2 separate regions of the Mus musculus genome follow, and region 1 is linked to region 2. Evidence: chromatin contacts called from public Hi-C data. All regions are on one chromosome and are shown on one strand. Each heading gives the region's core, a stretch centred on a gene start, on an enhancer-like site or on the middle of the called end of the contact. The rest is flanking DNA. Distances are from core to core; before and after follow the strand shown. Region 1 overlaps Dlg2 (discs large MAGUK scaffold protein 2). Region 2 overlaps Dlg2 (discs large MAGUK scaffold protein 2).

Region 1 (5,340 bases), core at 1,205-3,704, 460 kb before region 2:
CTCCAAGCATGTGGAGAGAATGCACTCATGAATGTGACTTTGTCTGCATATGCTTTGACTGCAAACTTACTTTGTTATGTGTAATAAGAGAAGATCCTCAGATATTTGAAACTTATATTGACTACCATTTCTGAAACTCTACCAATAGGAAATTGGTTTCTGTGAGTGTAGAAGGGCAGTTGAACACTTTAAATGGGATATAGTCTTGTGTGTGTGTGTGTGTGTACACATGCATGCTCTACTTTGTTTCCACTCTTCTTCTGACCATCTCTCTGGATTTGTTTGTTTAACAGATTTCTTATATGGAGGGTAGTGAGGGAGGGGCTTCTAGTTCATTACAAAGAAAAGGGATAGATGAGATATCAGGAGAAACACAAGCCAGGGAACTACTTCTTGGCTTATTAAGAGCTAGCATAAGGGGATGTAGTTATGGTTTAGTTGTTAAGAGAACTTGTTCTTCCAGACATCTGGAGTTTAACTCCCAACACATATATTGGGCGGCTCACAGCTACCTTAACTCTAGTTCTAGGGGATTGGGTGGCCTCTTCTGGCCTTCAGGGCATGTGTACAGTCAGGCACATGTTCACACACACACACACACACACACTTAACATTAAATTTTGAAAATATTTTTATACATTTAAAAATACATTTAAAACACTTTAAGTATATGAAGGAGACATTAATGGCTAATTTACAGATAAAAGAAACAGGCTCAATAGAAGTTCCAGGTTATATGGCTTGTCATTGTTGGAACCAAAAGAACAGATAAATCATGTTGCTTTGTTCTTAAACTTACACTTGTCTTGTTTACTATGGATACAGACTTGAGGATCATGGGCCCTAAATATGCAGGGAAGGTACTAGAATGGGAGATGTGATGATTAACATTGAGTGATACCTAGGAGACCAGATACTGGACACATCTGTGAAGACTTATCTCAGTTAGGTTAACCTAGGTGAGAAGACCTACACCGACTACAGGCAGCACCATTTCATGGGCTTGTGTCTCAGGATGTGTAAGAAAAACTAATCAGTTGATCTCACTCACTAACCTGTCTCTGCATCCTTACTATTGATGTGCTGTGACAAGAAGGCCTCTGGATTTTGGTTCTACATCGCCCTTTCCATGATGGAATGATCCCATCAGATTGTAAGTCGAGAAATGTCTCCTTTCTTTAAGTTACTTCTTTTCAAGCATTGTTCACAGCAACAAGAAGCATAATGAGCACAAGATGAATGCTTGCACATTTTATTAATAAGGAACAATGATATCAAAATGCAATTTCCTACCAATGTTCATAACCTTCCTTCAACAAGGGATTATACTTTGCAAAATTTAGTAGGCTTTGCAAAGTGTGGTTTTTTTTTCCCCCTATAGCTCCGTGAGAATTTTTCAAGTTTATGCCTAGAAATAAAATGGTTCAGCTCTTGACAGCGCCCACTATGAGGACAGAACGTCCACGTTTGAAGAAGGTTTGAAAAAGGTATTTTTACATGGTTATGCCTCCTGTCACATGGTCATCAGAACTGTGCCTGGACCATGCTACAAGTTTTCTTCAAATCAGCTTCTCTGCCTTTATTCTTGAAATTACAGAGATACATGTCATTGGGTATAATCCATGGTTACATTGTTACCCTCATTAGATTGCAAACTACTCAGGAGTAGGAATTGGATGTTATTTCCATAGTGATCTTCTCAAAGTCTTTAGCTGAATGTCAGAAACATGATAGACATTCCACACATGTTTTGTTGAATTGATGAATTAAGTGATAATCAATCAATGACTTACTGGATGGTTATCTCCTGCATAATTTTCTTTGAGTAGTAAGACTATAGTATAAGCAAGAGATTTAATCAGACATGAGACATAGTAAATATTGATGACTATCAGTGCGAGAATACACTTTGGTGGAGGAATCATCTGCCAGTCCTGAAGATCATCAGAGAGATTAAGTGAAGAGAAAGACCGCTGGCTTTCTCTTTGATAGCTGAGCAGCATCTGGCCTGTGTCAGAGGATATGGATGTGCTATCTTATAATTGGCCAGGAGAAGGAAGTAAACAAAAGTCCTAATGGAATTTGAGAGTCTCTGAGGGATGAACAATATATGCAGAGAAAAACACCAGATTTAGTTTGGATATATAAAGATGGATGTCTCAGGATGAACAATTGAGTTCAGGCTGACAAATGGTAGCCACATAAATTCTCTTTCGTTTGGAAAAGTGAATAAAAATAGTAAGTAAAATAAATGAAGAAAGTTCATTGAGAGACCAGGAGACTGAGGATAGAGAAAGATGACAGAGATGGGTAGGAAGCAGCGGTGGCAGGAAGGATGTCAGCTCCAGCACACAGGTAGATAAACAGGAAAGGCATCAGGCCAAGCAATGAGCAGAACAGCAGAACTAATCAGAGACAGGAGTGAGAAAATTATGTCTTTGCAGCACACTATCCTGATGAGCAACCAGGAGTCTGAATCAGACTGCATTTCTGGAGAAGACAGCAGATCCAGCATGAGTCAGCTTCCTTATGTTACATTTCTAAATTGCAACTTCTACTAATCAACATCACTCTAGATTGTTTTCAGCTAAGCAATGTGCAATCCAGTGTCCAGCAACTAATAACAGTGCTTTCTCTTTGTCTAGTTGTTGCCTATCTTCTTGTTCTCATGAAAGCCTTGAACTCCTTATGAGGTCAGATTCTCTGCTATTGGTATAGATTCTCAGGGCATCACAGTCCTTCCTTCCCCTTTTATAGAGCTTAGCACAGTAATAGGTTTACATTGGTTTGTGTGATTGATCAATATTTCCTTTTCTGTAGTAGAATGAATACAGAACTGATTTTCTTCCTTCCTTCCTTCCTTCCTTCCTTCCTTCCTTCCTTCCTTCCTTCCTTCCTTTCTTTCTTTCTTTCTTTCTTTCTCTCTCTCTCTCTCTTTCTTTCTTTCTTGTTCTTTCTTTCATTCTCTTTCTTTCTTTCTTTCTTTCTTTCTTTCCTTTCTTTCTTTCTTTCTTTCTTTCTTTCTTTCTTTCTTTCTTTCTTTCTTTCTTTCTTTCTTTCTTTCTTCCTAAGCATTCTATTTCCAACTGAATTTATTCACTTGCAGCATCATAAACAGACAAAAGTCTATAAGAGCCTCCTTAATTCTGCAAAGATGCTATTAAAAATGACAGCATTTATAGAGGAATGGGGTATGAATCTAAAGAACAGGTTGGTGCTGTGAAAACATTAGGAGGCTTGAGACTGATAACTGTCACAGTTTGAGTAATTAAATCCTGCCATAGAATAAGGGTATCTGTATCTGGCTAGTAAACTTGAAGCTGAGACTTTTTGTATTCCTCTTCGACTCCTTGGTATATAATCAGCTCTCCAGTGCTGTTTCAATCAGTGTCATATGTGACTCTATTATTACTTGTTTACTGGGTATTGATTAAGAGTGGTAATTTTCCAGTTGAATGTTCTAAAGCTCACTGTTTTGGGTTTTCCTAATTGCATAATAATGAGGAGAAAATTAATTTATAATTTACTTTGAGGTCTTTATTAAACCAATTTATTAAAAATAAAAATTACTCCCAAGAAGATATGCCTACTGGTAATAAGTAATCACATTAGTTCAGATTATGCACAGAAAATAAGAACTACTTCTAAGAAAATAATGTTTTCAGCCAAATTCTCCTGTGGATTCTGTGACATGCCTTCTTGACAGACAGCCACTGATGAACTCAGAGACTCTGTCAGAGTGGGAGGCCACTGAGCCCACAGCCCAGCAGCTCCTAATAACCACATTTCTGACCTAAGGCCTCTGCTTTATTCTTGGTACCACTGGATAAAACACAAGCCGATAGGGTAAAAGTTTTTTTTTCTTTCTTTCTAATTTAGTACCTTTTCAGGGGAACAAATCAAATTAGGAATTAATTCTATTGGTATTACCCTCTTATGAAATTTAGTTTTTGACCTCAAAAACCTCCAAAATCATATTGATTTCTACACCTTGTTTAAATGGCCTCCACATTAGCCAAGTTGTAATAAAACTTACAAAAAGATTTGTTTATTTGTTCACAGTTGCTATTTCAACAGCAGATGGCAATAGAAATCCAGGCCCTCTGAGAGCTTTAGCATCTGAGCTTGGGAAGTTCTTAAATACCTCCTCTCTGCAGTCACAGCACTTTTTAGCATTGATAAATTCTGGGCGCTCCATAAAGTTTCCTGACACCTTTTGTATTGTCAGCTCTGTACACGGAAGGAAAGATTACAGGGCCCAGGAAAGAATGTTTCTTTGGTTAAGGAAATAGGGGGGGAAAAAAAAAGCCCAACAGAAAGCAGGCAAACGAGCTGAGGCCTCTGTAAGAGCAGAGGTGGAAACAGGAATCAGGAAACAAGAAAAGAAATGGCAAGGAAATGTGACTGGAGGCAGAGGTGGTGCCAGGGTGACATTCTCTACTGCTCCTAATGAGGGATTTAAGTTTAATCTCTGAAGATTCAGAGTTCCCCCACTCCCGGGTGAGTCCTTTCAGTTTAGGATCCTTGGCAGGGATAAGGCTAGAAATCCCACCCTGAAGCTTTTTAACTCCAGAGGCAGGTCTGTTCATATTGGAGATGATTTTATTTTGGTGGGGGTAATGGTGGTGGTGACAGGGATTCAATGTCTTTGAAAAACATTGAAAACATTATTATTATCTGCTGTTAGTTCCCTTAATTTAGTTTTTTATCTGTTCTGTAAAAACATTCTTCATGTGGCTGGATAATGACGTAAACAGGCAGGAGGCAAAAGGCGGTGTCTCTCATTGGTTAAGAGCATACATATACTACTCGTGCAAGGGACTGCATGCCATTCCTAGCACCCAATTGAGTCAGCCACAACCACCTGTAGCTCCAGTTCCCAGTTCCAGAGGTATCCTCTGCCTCTGGTCTTCATGGGTACCTGCGCTTATATGCAGACACATATGCATATTCACTATTAAAAACAAAGTGTTAAAATAAAGAAGTTATGCCTATATGTGATTTTCAGCTATAGGTAGCATTTAAACATTGTAGGGATATACAGAAATCTCCATGTGCCTCTCTGTTTTTAAGAAATTGCTAAACTTATTTCTAACCTTTTCCCCCATTCTTCCCTCTTCCTTCCCTCTCCTCCCTTCCCCCTCCCTCCTTCCACTCCTATTTATTTTCCTCCATCCCTCCTTCCCCCTTTTCCCCTCCTCTCTCTCTCTCTCTCTCTCTCTCTCTCTCTCTCTCTTTTAAGATAACATACTACTGTATAGCTGTGCTAGAACTCCTGCTTTAGCCTCTGAGAGCTGGAATTATAGTTATGGGTTGCAGGCCTGCACTTTCTCTGGTAAA
Region 2 (5,626 bases), core at 1,134-3,633:
TCAGCGAGGAGGCACTCTCTCTTTTTATTCCTTAAAAGAAAATGTCATTTGTTTCTTGGAGTTTCATTCTCCCCCACTTTCAGGTGTTCCTTACCACCATGATCACAATGCAGTGTCCACTTTAATCTCGTTCCTTAAAATACCATTCAACTACTAGCACTTTTTGTGTTACATTCCTTTAGCATTTTGTCCTTTGAGCTAAGTCTGAAATATAGGTTTATGATTTCCACACTTGCTTAAAGCTAGTGCACTTTTTTATACATCTCCATTTAATCCTATTTTGGAGATTTAGCCTCCAATATTCAGAGCTTCTAACTCACCAAGAAATAGCTGTAACTCATGGAAAAAAACAAACAAACAAAAAACATAGCTCATTTTCACACTCTACTTGCTTAGTGATCCACTCTGATATACTTTTCTGTCTGCTATGGTCTAATGCTGCATCAGGAGTGCATTTGTGAGAAGCAAGCTTGCTGGTAAACATATATTCAGTTCATCCAATTCAGGCAAAAAATCACATCAGCGATAGCCCTGCATAGCAATTAGTATAACTATAATTTAATGCGTATACCATCAATACTAAGAAACTACACACTGTATCAGGCATACTAAAATAAGTCCTTAAAACCTGCAAATCCCAAAGCATCAACCATATCAAAAATACATCTTTTACATTTGAAATTTACTTAGAGTGGGAATATTTAAAGGAAAGGCAGTAACAAAAAATACTTTCCACTCTTCATTTCTCTATTTTTGTTAAGTTTGCATAACAGAAAGACAATGAATAGGAGGGGAATTTTCTGGAGGTAATTGGTGCAAAAAGGGTAGCTATTTCTTTTTAATTTATAGGGAAGTTACATGCTAAATGACACATTTACTTAAAATGTGAATGTATGTGAATATTATAGATTGGATTGAGTCACCTGTTCCTGGAATGCAATGGTTTAGAATAACCTGTCCTCTGCAGAAGATAACAAAGGCAAGGAAACCTCTCCAAAGACAAGCATGTAGTAATATAGGAAAATAAAGGTAGGGAAAAAAATGAGACTATGCAATTAGGAGAAGAAATATGAAGAAACTTCACCATTGCTTTTAAAGAAACTTTTTGAATAGACATCATAAATATTCTTTTAAAAATATTTTTATTCTTTGAGATTAAAATGTAGTTACACCATATCCCCTTTCTTTTCCTCCTTCTAACCCCCTACTCACATACTATTCCTTGGTCTCTCTCAAATTCATGGCCTCTTATTTTATTAATTGTTGTTATATGCATATATATGTATATATATATATATATATGTATATATATATATTCCATAAATAAATAAGTACAACGTGCTTAGTATAATGCTATTACATCACAAGAATCCATACTTCTTATATGTTTCTATGCTATCTAGAAATTCCAGATGATACCTTTAGACTCTCAGTGAGTCCATCTTTCCCCCACATATATTTAGTTGGCTACATTTTCCTGCTTCTGTCAAAGAATGAAGTTTAGTGGGCCTGACAAGATGGTTCAGTGAATAAACCATTTCCTATGCAAACTTGACACCCTGTAACCCATGGTGGAAGGAAAGAATCACATAAGGAAAGATATCCTTTGACCTCCATATGTGCTATAGAAAGCAACCACAAAACACACTAATAATTTTAAATTGAAGAAAAAACTTGTACTTCAACTTCCAGATTTCCTAAATACACTCATCTGTTACTTCTCACAGGCTTTATAAAGGAACACCTAATCTGCATTATTGTTTTCCTGCAAAGGCTTAGCCCCAGGACCATCTCCACCAGCTAATGTGACTGGGAATGGGATTCAAAAGAACCTTCTAACACTTGCTGAGCATGCCACATTCCGTGGCCATAGAACATGAAGACAAAAATCAACTTGGACCTGGGTTGGACACATCCTCCTGGGTGGCTTCCCCTCATAGCGTCCTGCCAGAAGGAATTCTTCAGAGTGCTGAGGGAGAGCTCGTAACAGGTTTACTTGGCTATAAAGCCTGAGTATAACAATATTGGCTGGCCAGGGAAATGAGCCCAGTGGAGAAGAACTGGCAAGTTCATTAGGAGGATAACAAAGTGCTTTCAGATTCTAGTTGAGGTTAGCTCCACAGGAGGGAATTTTTGTCTAGAATTGCAAACATAGTCAAAGCCTGATGTGGGAAGATCATATCTTAGCACAAAAGCTTCTGTTATTGTTTTGCTAAATGGACATGATATCTCTGTCAAATTATTTTCTAAATAGCTGTTTATGCCCACAGAGTAGCAGTGTGTGGAGGAATTTTATTCCAGAAACTGACAAGGGATCACATCCAAAGACCTCAGTCGGTCTGTGTGATTTGGCTGGAATACAGGTTTGCCACACATCCTTTAATCCCTCTGGCTGGAATACACAATTTTAATCCCTCTGCCTGGAAGGACTACAGACACACCCTTAGTACACATGTTTAATTGCAAACAATGAAGGTAAAATTAGTTTATAGAAGGAAGCAGCCATGTGTGAAAGTGACATCTAATTGAGGAGCACACAAAATTACAAATCAGAACATGATTTGACAAAATGGTCAGAGATAGGATACCCCCAACTCTCAGGACAACAGCACAGGAAAGAAAAGCTATTTAAGAGCAGGATAGTACAGGGAGAATGAGTCAGTGGTGAGTCAGCGCAGTGAGTGCACTGGAGTTGAGTTTCTGAGTTCATGCAGTTTAGTGCAGGTCAGCAGAGGCAGTTGAATCCAGCGAATAAGGAGCCAGAAGATTCGAACAAATTGCCATAGTTAGTTTATGGCTCAGCAGAGAAATTCAGTGAGAAGCTGAGAAAAGCCAGCTGAATCATCCAGCTTAGAGAGGACTTCGAGGCTTGGGGACTATCACAAAAGAAGATTCAGAAATAACTTAATAATTATAAGAAGGGATGAAGAATGGGGTGAGAAGTTGACTTCTGTACCGAGCATGGCTGCCAATCTATTGCACTCAGAGCAAAGAGACACAATGACCAAGGCAACCCATAGAAAGGAGAACATTTCATCGGGGCTGAATTACAGTTTCATAGGTTCAGTCCACTATCATTATGGCAGAAAGCATGGCAGTGTCCAGGTACCTCCAGGCATACATAGTGCTGGAGAAGGAGCTGAGAGTTCTGCATCTTGATCAGAAAGCAGCCAGCAGAAGACTGCCATCCAGGCAGCTAGGAGGAGGTTCTAAAAGCTAGGAGGAGGGTCTATGGGATATAGAAAATCCCATGCTAAATTTCAGTTGGGCTTCTGAGGGGAAACAATTTGAGAGAAATAATCAGCTTTAAGTTTTTGTTTGCCTCCATTAAGGACTTTCAGAATACAAATGAACTGCAGTGTCACTGGTAAATCATGAGAAAGTAAACAGGTTAGTATGTAAGCTAGCACCATGCTTGTCACTGTGAAAAGACAAAATAAGTGTCATTAACTTGCTGTTCTATATAAAGGACAGCATAGTTTCATGTCTTCACCCATTTCAGGTTTTTCATTAATAGCTCATTAAATATCTCTAAGATCATCCCAGGTCAACAAAATTTTTGTGTTTGTATGTCACTTTCCCATATGAATGCAGTCTAGTTTACAAACGTCTCTATTTATGAGTGCCAGTGTTATTTCTAATTGTTTATCCTTCCAGTTAGCCCTAATGTGTTATTGTCTACTGAATGCATGTGTCTGCCCACATTCACAACTTTATGTGTATTTAGGATAGGAATATTTGACTGGTAGCAGGTAAGATGGGTATTGTATCAATATATATGAATCCAGAGCAGCTCTACAGATCTCTAGCATAATTTCAACCTGCCAGAGCACCATGCAAATTATATGTTCCAGATGGCAGAACTACAAGATGAAGAACTCCTAACCCTACTATATCTGACAGTGGAGAAAGATATTGTCACTATGCTATTCTCACGAGAGTCTGTGGTTATCACAGAATCACCTCTTAATTCATGACTAATACAAACCTACTTATTTCACATATATATGAATATTTTTGAATTAATTTTCTGTAATAGAATTAAACTTAATCATTAGCTTGTATTTCATATATTCTACAACACAGAAGCATATCCCATTTTGTAATGTATCCCAGTGCCTCAGTCCTAGGTTGTTCTTCCAGCCCAACTGGCCTCCTTTGGTGCCTTCCTGTTTCCCATCTAACATTGTCTAATGGTGAGCTCTTCACTGCTGTGTATGTTATTGACAGATTAATTGGTTCATTTTCTATTCTGAAAGTGCATACAGATTTCTGAGACTCCTACCAACTATCTGAAATGTGTATATGTAATGTGTATACATGCATATAGATTATTTCTAGGACTTTTTTTTAATGTAGCATTTATCAGGTCCACAGTAACTCAGAGGGTGCCTGCTCAGGGCAGAATTCAACATGGTGCTTGATAAATGGTGGTAGCCATCACATTTTGCAGTCATTTCCTACAATAAAAGTGTGCCTTGTATATAGATGGCAGTTAGGAACAAAATGATGATTAGTTTTTGGAGAAAACTAATGATTTACTAGTTTTGTTACCATGGTATTTCTTATTTTTTCTTCCCACACAATGTTTTATTAATGATTACTCTTTCTTAGAATATTGATTAATTAGGAAAGATGAATGAAAATTACATAGACGAGAAGCCCATATAATTATCAGTTAAAAGCAAAAAAGCATAACTTTATTACCAGATAGATTATGCAGTGACATCCAAGGATGATTAAACCACTTAAGGGAAATTTAAAAAGTGTATATATGACATCAAATATTCATACCAAGCATCTATACAAAAATGCCACTGCTAAATTACAGCAATGTTGGAGTGGCTATTTTTAGGCCTTTTGAACCAAAATACCTAAAGAGATGATTATTTGCATGTCTTTGCCTCATGAATTCAAAGTGAGCCCATATATAAACCAAGGTGTTTAAAGGATCATTCAGGAGTTGAATTTGATTTCCTTGCAAAAGCCTGCTGTATTTCTATAATGCAACAAACATGAAGATGAATGTTATTTCTCTTGACAAGGCTAGATGCTTCTCAACTCTAAAGACAAGTATCAAATAGTTTTGGTTATTTTCACATTGATTTAACTGATTTTAAATTAAGGAGATGTGTGAAATTGTTCTGGAGGAAACATCCGTTGTCTGGGAAACTTTGAAAGATAAAATGGAAACAAGGAACAGTCATGTTCAAATTGCAAAAGCTTTGAATTTAAATCAATCTTAAATTATTGCCAATTTTATTTCATGAGAAAGAATACTTATTGGGGATCAAAAAGAGTATTAAAAACACACATGATAAATGCAAAACAAGAAAGTTCAAAGATGGATTTCTATTTATTAAATATGTACAAAATAATTGGGATTCACCATTTTGTCATTGACTTGGGACAAGTTTTTTGTAGAGGCTCAAGTGAGGAACAACAATATGGGTACAAGCAAGACCAGAAAAATTCCCTCCTTCATAGTCAGTAGTGTTTTCACATTTATACAAGTTTGACAAATATCTGAAAAGAATCCAAACCTTAAAATTTCACTTAAATTCTTCAGGTTTTTACTTACATAAGAATAATGAGTTCATTAAATATCATTTGTTTTTCCTTTCAT

The links. A called contact is a pair of places that touch in the nucleus more often than the background predicts.
Region 1: a Hi-C map of the C2C12 cell line shows a contact between it and region 2, with 3 times the contacts expected there. The contact joins two enhancer-like sites. A contact is called at or near these places in 4 of 484 Hi-C or Micro-C datasets (the C2C12 cell line, nephron progenitors, tail fibroblasts and 1 more).

What each region holds. Positions count from the first base shown.
Region 1 is chr7:92,046,220-92,051,559 of GRCm38.p6, reverse strand. All of the region lies in intron 11 of Dlg2 (discs large MAGUK scaffold protein 2), which reads right to left. Among named protein-coding and RNA genes, the nearest start is that of 4930567K12Rik, 71 kb to the left of the region's middle. Within about 2 kb of position 2,454, at least 13 of the 459 cell types and tissues checked have an H3K27ac peak or open chromatin away from gene starts, as enhancers often do. A contact at or near this core is called in the C2C12 cell line, where this site is marked.
Region 2 is chr7:91,588,533-91,594,158 of GRCm38.p6, reverse strand. The region is part of intron 2 of Dlg2 (discs large MAGUK scaffold protein 2); the gene reads right to left. Among named protein-coding and RNA genes, the nearest start is that of Gm24552, 350 kb to the right of the region's middle. Within about 2 kb of position 2,383, at least 43 of the 459 cell types and tissues checked have an H3K27ac peak or open chromatin away from gene starts, as enhancers often do. A contact at or near this core is called in the C2C12 cell line, where this site is marked.